Regions from separate parts of the Athene noctua genome. Here region 1 is linked to region 2. The links are chromatin contacts, called in public Hi-C maps. All regions are on one chromosome and are shown on one strand. The core of a region is the stretch at or near the end of the contact, and the rest is flanking DNA. Distances in the headings are between cores, read along the strand shown. Region 1 holds the start of VAC14 (VAC14 component of PIKFYVE complex). Region 2 holds the start of GOT2 (glutamic-oxaloacetic transaminase 2).

Region 1 (4,363 bases), core at 1,769-4,268, 190 kb before region 2:
CTGTTCTCACCCTGATTTGAGCAAAGTGGCCAGCAGGTCGAGGGAGGGGATTCTCCCCCTCTACTCTGCTCTGCTGAGACCCCCCCCTGCAGTGCTGTGTCCAGCTCTGGGATCCCCAGCATAAGAAGGACACCGACCTACTCAAGCAGGTCCAGAGGAGACCACGAGGATGATCAGGGGCTGGAGCACCTCCCGTGTGAGGACAGGCTGAGAGTTGGGGGTGTTCAGCCTGGAGAAGAGAAGGCTCTGGGGAGACCTTAGAGTGGCCTCCCAGTACAGAAAGGGGGCTGCAGGGAAGGTGGGGAGGGACTTATATATTGGAGATTGAAGGGATAGGATGAGGAGTAAAGGCTTTAAACCGGAAGAGGGAAGATTTAGATTAGATATAAGGAAGAAATTCTTTACTGCGAGGGCAGCAAGACACTGGCACACGTTGCCCAGAGAAGCTGTGGCTGCCCCCTCCCTGGAAGGGTTCAAGGCCAGGTTGGACGGGGCTTTGGGCAACCTGGGCTGGTGGAAGGTGTCCCTGCCTGTGGCAGGGGGGTGGGACTAGATGATGCTTAAGGTCTCTTACAACCCAAACCATTCTGTGATTCTGTGAAAGCAGCTGCCCCCTTTCTCCCTCACTCTCACCACTCTGAAGCTGAGTTCGGCAACAGTTACAGGCCAACACGCTCTCACAAACACGGCCCCACCTCCAGTCCCACACCAGCAGCAGGCTCCAGCAGGAAAAACACACTGAGTTCAAGCAGCACCAACCCTTGGGTTGATTATTTTACTGTTGAGTTTTAACGGATGGAGCTTTGTTTGAACAAGAATAGCTTTACAGACTGTCTTAAGAGTTTCAAGAGCTCAAGATTTAACAAATGGGGCAAAAGGCAGTGAAAAGTAATGCTCAGCACCAGAGAGTTTGCAAGCAGCAGGACCTGCTCCCACGTTACTGGCCAGAGGACAAGGAGGTACCTGAGCTGAGAGGCAGCAAGTCCCTCTTGCTTGATGCCAGAGACATGCAAGATGATGGCTTTTAGCTGACCTAAACCTGTGTACCTGCAGAAAGGGTTGGACCTTGCCTTCCTCCTCCTCATACCCACACAGGGTTTCCACCTCAACCCCCTAAACTGCCTGACCCCAAATCAGCCTTTGGTTGGTATAAACCAACCATGGAACCTGAATCCTGGGGCAGAATAAGTCAAAGCAGAGCTGCTTGGGTAAGGAGGATCACCCCTCCCAGCAGCAGCCCAGGGGCAGTTACTGAAGTATTTCTGAGGGTGAATTTATGAGGACTGTGCAACACATCTGCCACAACCCACCCTGAAGTAACCATTCCTATAAAGAAGAGAGAAAATGAGGTAAAGGGGAACACACAGAACAGAAGAAGGGGCTGGCTGAGTTGGGTTTGTACCTGAACAAACACTCACCCCATCCCAAGAGCCATTTTCTCTGCTGCTCACCTCCCACGCAGGAGCCTCCACATTCAAGGCACATGGCCCTCACTCCACATCGCTCCCACGTCTCCCGTGAACCCTCAGCAGAGTGACTCCATCCCCACATCACTGGCTGCTCCCCTCACAGGCTCACCAGAGCTGCCTCTCCCACCCAGGCCTCACCCTCCAGCTTGGATCGTTGCTCCCAGCCCTGTGCTGAGCTGTCCCCTGAGGAGATGCTAGGGATCTCCTCCATGAGCTGAGCTCTCGGGCAGTGCCCAGGGAGGACACTGCTTCCTAGGCAAAGCTGCGGAGCAGAGTGGCTCAAAGCACCCCGACCAGCACAGCAAGAGCAACAAGATGCACAGGGAACGTGGACGGGCAGCACGTAGAGGGGGCACAGCCATGCCAGCAGACACCCGCAGACCTTTGCTTAGGACGCTCCGAAAGGAAGGCCCAAACTCTGCTCAAACAGCAGCGGTACAGCAAAACTAAAGGCAACACCCAAGAGCTGTAGGTGCCAGCAGGCGCTTCGCAGCCCTGCAGCTGTCACAGAGCGTGGGATGAGCTCGGGCTAGACCTCAGGGGAGAGGCAGGATGGCACCACGAGGTGATGAACCCAGGCTGATCCCTGACGGGCCCTGGACGACCGGCACGGCCGCCCCAGCACCAGCCTGCTGCCCCCACTGCGGCTCCTGCCCGCTGCCCGGTGAGACCCTCGGGTCCCCCAGCCGTGGTCACAGAGCCAGCCACCTCCAGGAGCGCGGCAGGAGAGCGAGCACCGCACCTCCAACAAGCGCCGCGCCTCCAAGGAGTGTCTAAAGTCCCGTTACTCAGGCGTTTCCTCCGCGGGGTGTTGGGCGGTGGCACCCACCGCCAGACCCAGGGGCTCACCGGCACGACTCCCGCCCCGGGACACGCGCCCCGAACCGGCGGGTCCCCGCGGGTGCCCAAGCTCTGACGGGCTCGGAGAGAAACTTCAGCGAGTGGTGACACAGGGATGGGAGACACGGAGCCGCGCCGGGGCACAGCCCCTCCTGCCCGGGCACTGCCCCCTGCCAGGGTCACCGCGCAACCCGAGTCCCCTCCCTGGGCTCCCGGCCCTGCAGCCTCCCCGGTGCCCCGGACCCCCGGCGGTGACCCCTTCCCCCGAAGCCCCCAGCTCCCACCGGGGAGCCGAGCCGGGCCGATCTCCTCCCGCGGCCAGCTCCACCGGGCACGGCGGGACCCACCCGAGCATCACGGGCCGGCTCCCGCCACCCCGCGGCCGCAGGTGGCCCCAGCACCATCCCCAACCCCTCTCCCAGGCCCTCCCCGGGGCGCCGGGCCGGCCTTCATCCCCTCCTGGCCCCGCGGCCGGCGCTGGGACAGCCCGGAGCGGCACCGCCCCCGTTGCCCTCCCGGTTCCCGGCGGTTCCCGGCAACCCCCGCCCCTCCGCGCCGCTCACTTCTCGATCTCGAGGGCCGCCACCTTCCTCTTCTCGTAGAGCTTATCGTTCAGCGCCCGCACCACGCTGGGCGCCAGCGGCGCCAAGTCCCGCTCGGCGTTCATGGTCCCCCCGGTCCCGGCCCCGCCGCCACCGGCGGCCACGTGACCCCGGCCGGCCGGCCCGCCCACGTGACCCCTCCGCCACGCTGCAGCGCGCCCCCGCGCGGCGCGGAGGCCGCCTCCTGCCGCCTCAGCCCTGGCGCCACCGGCCCCGCTGGGCTTAGGGCAAAACGAGCTCGTTTATTACACACGCGACGGGTTCAGTGCAAAGGGAAGGGGTTTAGGCCAAAGCGACCGCTGCAGCGGTGACTGTGCCCCGCAGGTAACGCCCCGACACCCACGGTGAGAGGCTGCTGCACCCGGGCACCCCGAGGGGCTCCCAGGGGCACGCGGGTCACTGGTGAGCCGGGAGGCCCCGCAGGTTGTAGACCCAGGAGACACCCCCCGCCCTAGGGCAGGAGACCACCATCTTGCTGGTGATGGGGGCTGCGCCACCCTCCAAGGAGACAGAGAGGGAGGTGGTTCGGGGGCCCTGAGGGTGAAGGCTGAGTGCTCCACCTGGCACTGGAAGGCCATGGGCTGCAGGAAGATGTTCTTGAAGGAGGTGGAGGCAGTGCCACCAGTCTGGATGGGAAATGGGCTCTGGGAGGGTAAGGCTGAAGAGGGGGATGCTGTATTCCCCCCCCCCAAGCAGGGAGGAGAGCTGCAGTGTGGCCCTGGCTTCGCCCATCTGGCAGGGCTTGAAGGGCACCTCCATGCTCACCTCCGAGCCTCCCAGGCTGGAGGAAGCTATGCCGATGGTTTTCTCTGTCAGTAAGTCGGCGCAGTTGGGTCTGCACAGGGGAGAGAAGATACCATGGTGGGTGCAGGTCACAAAAGCAGAGCCAGCACCTCGGGAAGAAACCGAGGGTCCCCACCGTCATGTTGGCCAGGGTCCCTGTCCCTTGCCTGTCACCGCTGCACCTGTCCCCACCACCCCATGCCTGTGAGGAATGGCCATCAGGGCTGTCCAAACGTGACCAGCGGGGACAACTCTGCACTCAAGCTCTAGGAGACCTTAAACCCCAGCTCTGACTGCATAAGTCCAGGCACCATGGGACCTGCAAGAGCAGGGAGCATCTGCAAGTGAAGACAGGCCAGCTGGGGACAAGCCCAGCATTGGTGGGGAGACCTGCAGGCTCACATGGCCACCCCAGCTCTGCCAGGCTAAGCTAGAGGGGCAGGGTCGCTTCACAGAGTGGGCTGACGCTGGCCAGATGAGCTGCCTCCTAGCAAGAGCCCAGGGCAGGCAGGGTCACCTGGAGGAGGTAGTCGGTCTTCTGCTGGGCATTAAATGATAACATTAGTTTGGTGGTGATGGTCTGACTAGAGCACAGTGTGGTGCAGAAGTAGTTGGGGCTTCTCCAGCCTGCTCAGGGTGGCATTCAGATGCAGATTGTAGGAGAAAGAG
Region 2 (4,397 bases), core at 1,030-3,529:
CTGTTTTGGGGTGCGAGTGCTGGGTTTGGCCGTGGCTGTGGTGGGTCAGGGTCTGGGGGTGCCCCCCACAACCATGAGCAGGGGGGCTCACGTCCTTCCCCCTGCTGACATCCCTCCCTCGTTGCCCAGGATGGGAGCGGCTTCATTGATGAGAACGAGCTGGATGCGCTTTTAAAAGACCTGTATGAGAAGAATAAGAAAGTAAGTGGGGGAGGGTAAGTGGGGGAGCCCCCCCCCCGGCCTCCCGTGGGCCTTCTCCCCTCTCCCAGCAGCATCTTCCACCCCCTGTGTCCCTGCTCCTTGGGGACCAGGAGAGATGCTGGTCCAGTTGCCAATCCTGTGTCCCCATAAGAGGCTGTGCCGGAGCTTGGGGGGGGTGGGGGGTGTCCCCCAACCTGGGGGTGCCCCCCAGGGAGAAACAGGGTGCACACTCCTGTCACGCCTCCATTCCTTGCAGGAGATGAGCATCCAGCAGCTCACCAACTACAGGAAGAGCATCATGAACCTCTCCGACGGGGGCAAACTCTACCGCAAGGAGCTGGAGATCGTGCTCTGCAACGAGCCCCCCATGTAGGACCCCTCCCCACTCCTCCTCCTCCCTGAAAACAAGTGCAATGGGGAGCACCCACCACTGCAGTGCCGGCAGGGGGCACGGGGGGAAGAGGGCCCCCCCCACACACACCCCCTGTGCCCCCTGCCAACACTCCCTCAGCAACTATTGGGTTTGTTGTAGGTCATTAAAATCCCACCTTGGGGGAAAACTCTTTTTTTTTTTTTTTTACCCCATCCGCCTGGTTGGTTTAATTTTCTTTGGGGGAGGGTGGGGGGGGTGGGGTGTGTGTGTGTCATTTTTGTTCATTTGGTCTCTTCCTGAGTTTTTATCATTTACCAAAGAACAGTTTACAAATAAATTCAAGTACTGCTAGACCCAAGCCCCTCTTTCCTTGTCCCACGGTGGGGCAGGGAGAGGTGAGACCCCCCCACCCCAGCCCCACTGGGACACAGTTGCCGGGTAGGGAAGACGGCTGGAGCTTTTGGAAAGCCTCTATAGATTGGGGGGGGGGGGGGGGGGGGCGGGGAGAAATGTTGCAAAATCCCCTGGGGTGCAGAGTGCAGGCAGGATGGGGACACTGATGTCCCCAGCTCGGTGACATCCGGGACAGCACACTGCCCAGCAACTCCCAGTTCCCCCTCCCAGCCAGGCAGGGGTATCCCAAGGGTTGTGTGTCATCTCCTGCCCAGTTTAAGAAACAAGTCCCAAGGTGGCAATGCTGGTGGAGTCCCAGTGCCACCTATCCCGGTGGTGGTGGGTGCTGGGGAGGTGCGGGAGGTGCTGGCCTCCAGGCTGAGACCCCATGGGTGTCAGCAGCATCAGTGGGAGCAGGGTGCAAGTGTGGGCGAGTAGGGGCTGTGGCCGTGGGGCGAGTGCGGTGCTGGCAGGGGTGAGGGAGGGGCAGCCCCTCTACTGCCCAGTATGGCCCAGTTCAGCCCTATACAGCCCGGTATGGTGCAGTGCAGTTCTTTATGGCCATGTACAGCCCAGTATGGCACAGTACAGTCCTGTATGGCCCTGTACAGCCCAGTGGGGTGCACTGCAGTCCTATACAGTCAAGTGCAGCCTGAAAGAGCCCAGTATCACTCAATACAGCCCTGCACGGTTCAGTATAGACCAGTGTGGTCCAATACCACTCCCTGTCACTCCACATGGTGCTGTACAGTCCTATGCAGCTAAGTACAGCCCAGTACAGCCCCGTGCCCTGTACAGCCCTATATGGCTCAGTACAGGCCAGTATGGAACAGCGCAGTCTTATATGGCCAAGTACAGCCACATACAATCCAGTATGGCCCAATACTTCATGGCCAAGTACAGCCCAGTATGGTCCATTACAGTCCTGTATAGCCTGGTACAGGCAGTGTGACCCAACACCACCCTGTACAGACCTGTATGGCCCCATACAGTGCTGTAGAGTCCTACACAGTGAAGCACAGCCCAGTACAGCGCTGTACAGCCTACTGTGGTGCGGTACAGTCCTCTGTGTCCCAGCATGGTCCAGTACAACCTGGTACAAGATAGCCCAGTAACAGCCCAGTGCGGCTCACCGCACCCCAGTCGACCCCTTGGTATCCCACCCAGCACAGCCCAGCACAGCCCAGTACTGCCCAGCACAGCCCAGCACAGCCCAATACATCGCAGGAGCGGGCGGGCAGCGCGGTTGCAGCGAGGCCTCCCGGCCGCCAGGGGGCGGGTGTCGACGCGGCCCGGCGCATGCGCGGGGCGGGGCGCGAGGCCGGCGGCCGCTACGTGAGGTGTCCGCTCGCCAGCCCGCCCGCCGCCGCCATGGCTCTGCTGCACACCCGCTGGCTCCTCACCGCCCCGCGCCTCGCCGCCGCCGCCCGCGCCAGGTGAGGGCTGAGGGGCGGCTCAGCCCCCGCGGCCGCCCTTACCGCCCGCCGGTGCCGGCGGAAGGGCCTTCCTGCCGCCGGGCCCGGGGCCGGGCGCACCTGTGAGGCTGGCGGGGGGGGGGGGGGGGGGGGTGCCGTGCGGAAGCGTGTCCCTCCGCGGAGCCTGTAGACGCCGCCGGTGACGTCGCGGTGGGGCAGGGGGTTGCCGGGGGGACGGCGCGCGGATTGGCTGGGGCGCGCAGCGAGTCGGGGGGCGCGCGGCGCCTCCTCACGCTCTGATTGGCCGCGGCCGGGCCCGGCGCCCCCCGGCCTGTCCTTGAGGAGCCGCCGTGGAGGGCGCGCGCGTGTGTGCGCGCATCGGGGCCGGGGGCGCCCTCCGCGGCCAGCATCGGGGCCGGGGTCCAGCGGGGCCGTGGAGACCCTCTGCACCGAGAAATGGGGCTGGGGTGCTGCTGGAGGGATGCAGTGGGGTTGGGGGGACCCTCTGCACCAAGAATTGGGACCGCGGTGCTGCTGAGGGGTGCGCTGTGCAACAGGGCATGAAGGGCCCCACGTGCTGTGAAACGGGGCAGGGGCGCTGCTGTTGGGGTGCGTGGAGCGATGCAGCCAAGGGGACCCCACGCACTGTGAAATGGGGCTGGGGTGCTACTGCCTGGCGTGCACCGTGTAGTGGGAGTGGAGGGAGCCCTGCACGGTGAAATGGGGCTGCCGGTGTGCAGCACTGCCTGCGCCAGAGCCCTGCCTTCAGGTGTGCAAAACCTGGCGTGAGCCGGATGGGTGGGAGCGAGGGTGTTTCTGGGGGGATCGCTTCTGCACTGGCAGCTCTGGGCTCCGCTGTCACTGAAGCCAGCAGAGGGATGGGTGGAAGGACACAGGGTGCAGCTGGAGCCCCAGAACAGCTCCACGAAGTACAGCTGACCCGAGAGACATCGGGCACTGGCAGGGAACACCACCATGATCAGCAGGCCAAGGAGCAGAGTGTGCTGAGGGGTCTGGGCAAGGCCTTGCTGCTCTCCAGAGCCTGTTGACTCCTGACCCATATTGGCTCAGGAAGCTTTAAGGAACAGTTCCCAGTCCTTGTCAGAGCAGGAAAGCAGTAGGGTTTTATTTTCCCATCCCAGCAGATAGAGGAGGCAATTAGATATTGATTAACCCTGTTCTGTAAAACATGGCCCCTCGCTGCCCTGTGAGGGGAATGCTCCCAGCCTTTGCTGCTTCTGAGGTAGCCTGCTGGCTCTTCTCAGCACATGCTGGGGAACAGCTATCTAGAACTTGTGCTTTCTGCACTTGGACTGTAGTGAGCCTCTGAAAGGTCTGCAAGCCCACTGCCAATAGCTTTGCTTTTCTTAAGCTTGTTACACAGCAAACTATAAATTACCAAATTGAATTAAGGTCACCTAAAAGAGATGCAGGTTGTCCCTTTTATAAAGAGCCTTTGTGCACAGCCCCTGTTGTGCCCAAAGAGTGGCTCTTTATCCCCTGACAGGGGATGCCAAACAGTGATTAGCAGTTTTTGTTTCTTTATCTTCAGCAACTTTGCCTGGTGCTTGGAGCAGTTACCATTGCTCTGTGCTGAGAATGGTCTTTGTGAGATCAGGACAGAGATGCAGAGATATGAATTGATTAAAATGGCTCCCTTGACACACAAATGCTAATTAAGGTGATAACTCAGTCTGCTGCTCTGATGCATAAGGAGATAGCTATTTTAAATGCTTTGCTTGGTGGGAAGCTTGCAGCAGCTGACTGGGGCAATGAAATTTTAGGCTTGAAAGGACAGTAGTAGCTAGAGCAGCCTGTTGGCATTGTTCTTGTGTAAATATTTGCTTTAGCTGTGGTATCCAGACAGCATCACCTTTGGCCCCTCTGCTCTGCTCCTGCTTGCAGAACTGCTGCAGGGGCTTTGGCAGAGGTTTTGAAATCCAGTATCTTATGTGGCTGTACCTCAGGGAACATGAATTGGCCTCTTCACAATGGAAACCTTCACTGGACTTGTA

What was found. Hi-C and Micro-C count contacts between places; a contact is called where the count stands out from the background.
Region 1: a contact with region 2 is called in a Hi-C map of heart, with 4 times the contacts expected there. The contact joins the promoter of VAC14 here to the promoter of GOT2 in region 2. A contact is called at or near these places in 2 of 2 Hi-C or Micro-C datasets (heart and liver).

The regions. Positions count from the first base shown.
Region 1 is chr9:6,065,202-6,069,564 of bAthNoc1.hap1.1, reverse strand. VAC14 (VAC14 component of PIKFYVE complex) reads right to left here and starts at 3,018. Exons shown (of 20, transcript XR_012634184.1): 1 at 2,873-3,018. HYDIN (HYDIN axonemal central pair apparatus protein) reads right to left here. Exons shown (of 56, transcript XM_074913662.1): 52 at 4,306-4,363; 53 at 4,204-4,304; 54 at 3,558-3,746; 55 at 3,444-3,556; 56 at 3,308-3,441. The coding sequence ends at 3,308.
Region 2 is chr9:5,872,033-5,876,429 of bAthNoc1.hap1.1, reverse strand. It overlaps GOT2 (glutamic-oxaloacetic transaminase 2), which reads left to right and starts at 2,279. Exons shown (of 9, transcript XM_074913434.1): 1 at 2,279-2,403. The coding sequence starts at 2,339. It overlaps CALB2 (calbindin 2), which reads left to right. Exons shown (of 10, transcript XM_074913550.1): 9 at 130-201; 10 at 458-805. The coding sequence ends at 574.